Regions from separate parts of the Mus musculus genome. Here region 2 is linked to region 1. The links are chromatin contacts, called in public promoter capture Hi-C maps. All regions are on one chromosome and are shown on one strand. The core of a region is the stretch at or near the end of the contact, and the rest is flanking DNA. Distances in the headings are between cores, read along the strand shown. Region 1 has its middle 19 kb from the start of Kansl1. Region 2 overlaps Myl4 (myosin, light polypeptide 4).

The links. Capture Hi-C pulls out chosen DNA fragments and counts their contacts.
Region 2: a promoter capture Hi-C map of liver shows a contact between it and region 1. The contact joins two enhancer-like sites. A contact is called at or near these places in 2 of 484 Hi-C or Micro-C datasets (Th1 cells and monocyte-dendritic cell progenitors) and 3 of 9 other capture datasets (adipose tissue, liver and pancreatic islet).

Annotation. Positions count from the first base shown.
Region 1 is chr11:104,460,015-104,462,909 of GRCm38.p6, reverse strand. It overlaps a transcript of Kansl1 not described here. Among named protein-coding and RNA genes, the nearest start is that of Kansl1, 19 kb to the right of the region's middle. Within about 2 kb of position 1,424, at least 2 of the 459 cell types and tissues checked have an H3K27ac peak or open chromatin away from gene starts, as enhancers often do. A contact at or near this core is called in liver, where this site is marked.
Region 2 is chr11:104,580,113-104,583,054 of GRCm38.p6, reverse strand. It overlaps Myl4 (myosin, light polypeptide 4), which reads right to left. Exons shown (of 7, transcript NM_001355755.1): 2 at 2,626-2,653. Among named protein-coding and RNA genes, the nearest start is that of Myl4, 4.3 kb to the right of the region's middle. Within about 2 kb of position 1,429, at least 93 of the 459 cell types and tissues checked have an H3K27ac peak or open chromatin away from gene starts, as enhancers often do. A contact at or near this core is called in liver, where this site is marked.

The DNA of each region.
Region 1 (2,895 bases), core at 175-2,674:
CATTACGGGTGGTTGTGAGCCACCATGTAGTTGCTGGGATTTGAACTCAGGACGGTTGGAAGAACAGTCAGTGCTCTTTATCCACTGAGCCATCTCACCAGCCCTGTCTTCTATTTCTTAGTAACAGTTATCACCATAATATTAACAGCAACAGAAAGTACCACTGGATGTATCCTGTGGACCTCTGGTCCTCAGTGTGTGTGTTGCCTGTAGTGCTTGCTCTGGGTGTTCAAGCCTAGGACATCTAATATTGAGTGGCCACTAGTTCGCTTCTCTTGCACTTTGTGAATCTCCTAAGTTTTCTGGGATCAAAAGCTGTTTCTTGTTATTTTATCTTATCTTATTTTTATTTTTAAAATTTTCATTTCTTATATTTAGTATTTGGAATGTGTTTAAAATGGATTGCCTAAGGACATTGCCAGACTTAGAACTTAACTCTTTATAGTTTTTGAGACAGTCTTACTCTGTAGCCCAATGTTGGCTTGATTTCACGCTGTAGCTCATCTGGTCCCTTAATTTGTGGTGATCCTCTCACTTCAGTCTCCCAAAACACAATGAAATCTGCATCTTTAGGAAAGGATCAGTGGAAAAGCAGAATTGTTATATCTATTTGCCAGTCTTAGTCTTACTCTTTGAAAATAAACAGAGTCTGGTTTGATAAGTGTAAGCAGGTTTGGAATGAGGGTAGGCAGTAGTTATAGTTACATTCTTGTGGTGTTGAGGACCAAACCAAGGACCTAATTTGTATTAGGGAAGCACTCCACCCCTCTCCTTTATATTTTTCTCCCCTATTGAACCTATGACCTTACTATGCTGGCATACACTCCATCGTTGAGTTATATCTTAACTTCTCCTTATATACTTGCTTTTGATGACAATTCAGTCAATTTCAAAAGGTAACCAGAATGGTTTCATATTATTAAAATAGAGAGACATTAATAATGTGGACCTGAAATGTACCAGCCAATCAATGTATTTAGTAGGGAACTGCTAAATTTGTTCTTTCATAGTAAGGAGTGATTTTTTTCCCTTCTTTTTTCTAGAACATGTTAAGTATAAGTTTAGAAACAGCTTTCCCTTATCTGTGTATATGTTGTTTGTAGCAATAGTTGTGTCCAGTCTATCTACCTCTTGATTATGGCTATATTTGACCAGCAGGGGGAGCCAAAGTTGCTTATGTGGCTTTATCCCAATTGATTTTTCTCAAGAGAAAAAAGCTTTATTGACAAAGAACATAATGAAAGTTCACAAAAAAGAAAATATAAACACATGAAAAGCATTTTTATTTTGATAACTAATCAAAGGTATGCAAAGTTAATGATTTCATTTATTAAATTGCCAAATGAACTGTCATAGGCTGGCCTTAAACTCAAATTAGTGTGTCTCTGCCTCCCCAGTGCTGGTCTAAAGGTGTGTGCCACTACAACCTGGCAAGAGTAAGTATTTTTAATGTCTTGAATACATGGGTAGTGAAAACACTCAGGCTGCAGAACTACTGTATTGTTGTAGACCTTTGGTGCTGTGAATTGAATACAGGGATATTTATTTACTTTTAAAGATTTATTTTTATTTATGTATGTCATATGTGTGCAGTGTCCAAGGAGAGCAGAAGAGGGCATTGACTGTGCTGAAATTGAATAGGTGGTGGTAAGCCATTTGAAGAAGGTGCTTAGAACTGAACTTTAGTCCTTTGGAAAAGCAGCAAACACTGTTAACTGATTGATTAGCCATCCCTCCACACTATATTGACCATACTGGCCTTGAACTCACAGAGATGTGTTTGCGTTTGCCTTCCAAGTCCTGAGATTAAAGGCATGCTCTACCACTCCCTGCTGAAATTAATTAATTAATTAATTAATTAGAGATACAGTTTTACTTCGTAGCTTTGGCTATTCTGGAACTCACAGAAATCTACCTGTCTCTACCTTCTGAGTGCTTGAAATTGAAGGCATGAGCTAACAGGCCTTGCTGAAAAAAAATTTTTTTTTTGACGATTAAAGCAATATTTTAGGTGTGTTTATTTTTCTTGAGTATGAATCTTTTGCTTGCTTGTAAGTATATGACCACCATACTGAGTGCCCCAGAGGTCAGCAGAAGGTGTTGGATCCTCAGAAACTAGAGTTACAGATAGTTGTGGGGTACCGTGTGGATGCTGCATCCCCTGCAAGCATAAGCACAACTTCTTAACTGCTGAGACGTCTATCTCTTGAATATTGTTTGATTTTTTTTTTCTTGAGACAATTTTATACTATGTGGTCTTGGACTGCCTAGAACTCTGAATAAACGAGGTAGGGCTTGATGATTTTGCTTGTGGCACCGTCCCCTCCCCCCTCCCCCAAGTGCTGGGATTACAGCTGTTCATCTTCATGTTTGCTTTTTTGAGGATTTTTTTAATGCCTTGAGAATTTCAGGATTCCAGAGCTTGAGAATTCTACAGCTACATAAAAGATTCTAAGTATGAAATAGAAGAATATGTATTTCTTATACATATGTGATGGTTTGTATATTCTTGGCCCAGGGAGTGGCACTATTAGGTGGTATAGCCTTGTTGGAGTAGGTGTGTGACTGTGGGCATGGGCTTTAAGCTTATCCTAGCTGCCCAGAAGATAGGAGAACTATTGGCCTTCAGATGAAAATGTAGAACTCTCAGCTCCTCCTGCACCATGCCTGCCTGGATGGTGCCATGCTACTGCCTTGATGATAACATATAAGCCAGTCCCAATTAAATGTTGTCCTTATAAGAGTTGTCTTAGTCATGATATTTCTTCACAGTAATAGAACATTGACTAAGACAGAAGTTGGTACCAGGGACTGGAGTATTGCTGTGATAGGCCTGACCATGATTTTATTTGTGCAGATCTGGCCCAAGATCAGTATGTGATGTAAAGACTGTTT
Region 2 (2,942 bases), core at 180-2,679, 120 kb before region 1:
CTGCCTCTACCTCAAATCCCAAATGCCGGGATTACAGACGCTCGCCACCACATCTGGCTGATTCTCCATCAATTTAGGTTCAATTAATTTATTAGAATAATATGAACAGGCAGTGACACTGTAGTTACTTACCTCTTGCTGTCCACAAAGAAGTGCACAACCACAAACCACAACTGACAACGGACTGCAGCTGCTTCTAACACAAAAAGCCCCATGGTGGAGGAATATGCAAATCTGTGAGGGCTCCGAGGAGTCAATTGTCGAAAGCTAGTTCCTATGGGGGGGGAGGTGTAAGGAACTTGGAGCCATGTCACCCAGAGACTGCAAAGCTTAGAAGAATGTGGTAACCGGCTCCGGGCAGACAGAGGGTGGACGTGGACAAGGTGCCAAATAGTCACAAATCTCTGAACTGAACTGAACCAAATACCCTCACTTTGAAGATGAGAAAATTAAGATTTAAAGAAGTCACTTCTGGGCTGGAGATATGGCCCGATGGTTAGCGCTTCCTGCTCTATCTCTCAATCAACCAGATTTCAGATCCCAACACCCACATCAGGCAGCTCAAAAAAAGCCTGTAAATCCAGCTCTAAGAGCTCTGGTGTCAGCTTCTGGTCTCCCTGAGTGCACAAGCATCCACATGTAAATAAAATGTGCCTGGAAGGAGGAGAAGGAAGAGGAAGAGGAAGGAGAAGAGATTGAACCACTTCTTGAAGGCTCATAGTGGAAGAACTGGTGACAGTAAGTCTCCTGAGTCCCAAAACACCTTCTTCCCATTGTAACAGAAGAAAAGCATTGGCTGGGGCTGAGGGTGTGGCTCAGTCAGCAGGGTGAAGTCCTGGGTCAGTCCCCAACACCACATAAACCAGACACGGTAGTGCTAGTGCGTACTTACAATCCCAGCTCTCAGGAATGGAGGCAGGAGGGTCAGAAGTTTGAAGCCAGCCTCAGCTAAAAAGTGAGTTTTGGGCCAGGCTGGGTTATTTAAGACCCTGTCTTAAGGAAAAAAAAAAAAAAAAAACACTCACCAGCAGCCACAGCTTCACCAATAGGCAAATGAGACACTGGGGATGAAGATTAAAGAAGAAACCATCCTAATCCAACATAAAGAGAAACGGCTCCAAAGTCCCACCATGAATGGTTACAAACAGCTTAAAAGCCCTGCCTGAAACCCTCCAGGGAGAATAGGACTCAGCCGGCTGGACTGGCCAGTTCTCGCTGTGATCCCCTTAGGAAATGTAGGAATCTGATTATTAACTGAGTTTTCCAGTCCTCGCTCGTGCTGTGGATTTGGCATCGATACAGATGCACGGGTTTAACTAGAAAGCTCTAAGAAATAAATTCATGGCAGCAACCACGATTGCCTGACAGTGAGTCTCCACGTACGACAGAAACAGAAACCAGCTTCAAAACCGATGTGCCGGTTCACACGCTCTGTGTAACGGATACACCTTCTTAGAGAGGAAACCGACAATTGCCACTGTAATCTTACAATGTAAACGCAGGCATCCTTTCACCCAGGGCCAGGAAGACCACATGTCAATGTCTCCCAAATGGAAACAACATCAAAGTCTCTCTGATTATTTAAGTACATCCATGTGTGAGAGTCCTGAGATTTCTCTTTTTTAAGATTTATTTTATTTTTAATTATGTGTACATGGGAGGGGGGGCGTGGAGAGCACAGGAGCTGAAGTTACAGGTGGTTGTGAACTGACATGGTTGCTGGGAACTGAGCTCAGATCCTCTGCAAAAACAGTACACTACTGCTAACCACTGAGCCATCCTTCCAGCCCTTGAGATTTATCCTAAAGTTGCATCTACTGACACTTTATATAAGATTGGGAAATTGTCTCAATTGAAAATGAGAAGAGGGGGCTGGAGAGATGGCTTAGCGGTTAAGAGCACTGACTGCTCTTCCAAAGGTACTGAGTTCAAATCTCAGCAACCACATGATGGCTCACAACCATCCATAATGAGATCTGACTCTCTCTTCTCGAGTGTCTGAAGACAGCTACAGTGTACTTACATATAACGAATAAATAAATCTTTAAAAAAAAAAAAGAAAAAAAAAGAAAACGAGAAGAGTTGGTGGTGGAGACCACAGAAGAACTAGTGTGCTTGCAAGCCACCACTGGCCCTACCACGAGGACGGATGGACTTGTCGCAGACTTACTTCATCATGAAGGTGTGAGTGCTCATAAGCTATAGAGGGTTTCCTGTATCAGGAACAGAGAGATGGCTTTCCAGATGGCTTTCCAGATTGGTGGCAGGATGGGGTGGTAGAGGAATCAGCATTTGCTGAGCACCATCTGTATCTCAAGCACTCTGAAAGTGCAACTGGAATAAGGGTCTAGAACCAGATACCTGAATCTCTGGATCCCCCACTGCAGGCCCTGTGAGGATGGGCACCTAACTCCTCTGAGCCTCGGTTTGCCACCTGCTACATGGGAGCAGTAACAGCTACTATACCTCAGTGGGCTGTTTGAAGAATAACGTGACTCTGTCCATATAAAGTGCCCAGGACTGTGCCTAACAGGCCTGGTGAGATGATAATCATTTCTATGGTCAAAAGGGCCACTTACTCCTTCTCTGGAAAATGCAACAGAGCGTGCGGTGGTTCACACTCACCTTCGATCTGGTCAGCACTGAAGTCTATCTGTAGGGAGAGAAACACAGGAGTGAGGGCAGGGACTGCTAACAGCTTCCAAAGGGAAGGCTGGACACTTCCTCCAGCTGGTCACTTAGCAACAGAGGAGGACGCAGGGCTGAGCATAAACCAGTCTACTGATGAAGGAGCCGGGTTGGCTGCCTATGAAACAATGTAGCCTTCAAAGCTCTATCAACTCCAGTGGCTCAGCGCTTAAGTTCATTTGTTGCTCTTGAAGAGAAGCCAAGCCCAGTTTCTAGCATCTACATAGCAGCTCACAACCATCTATCTATACCTC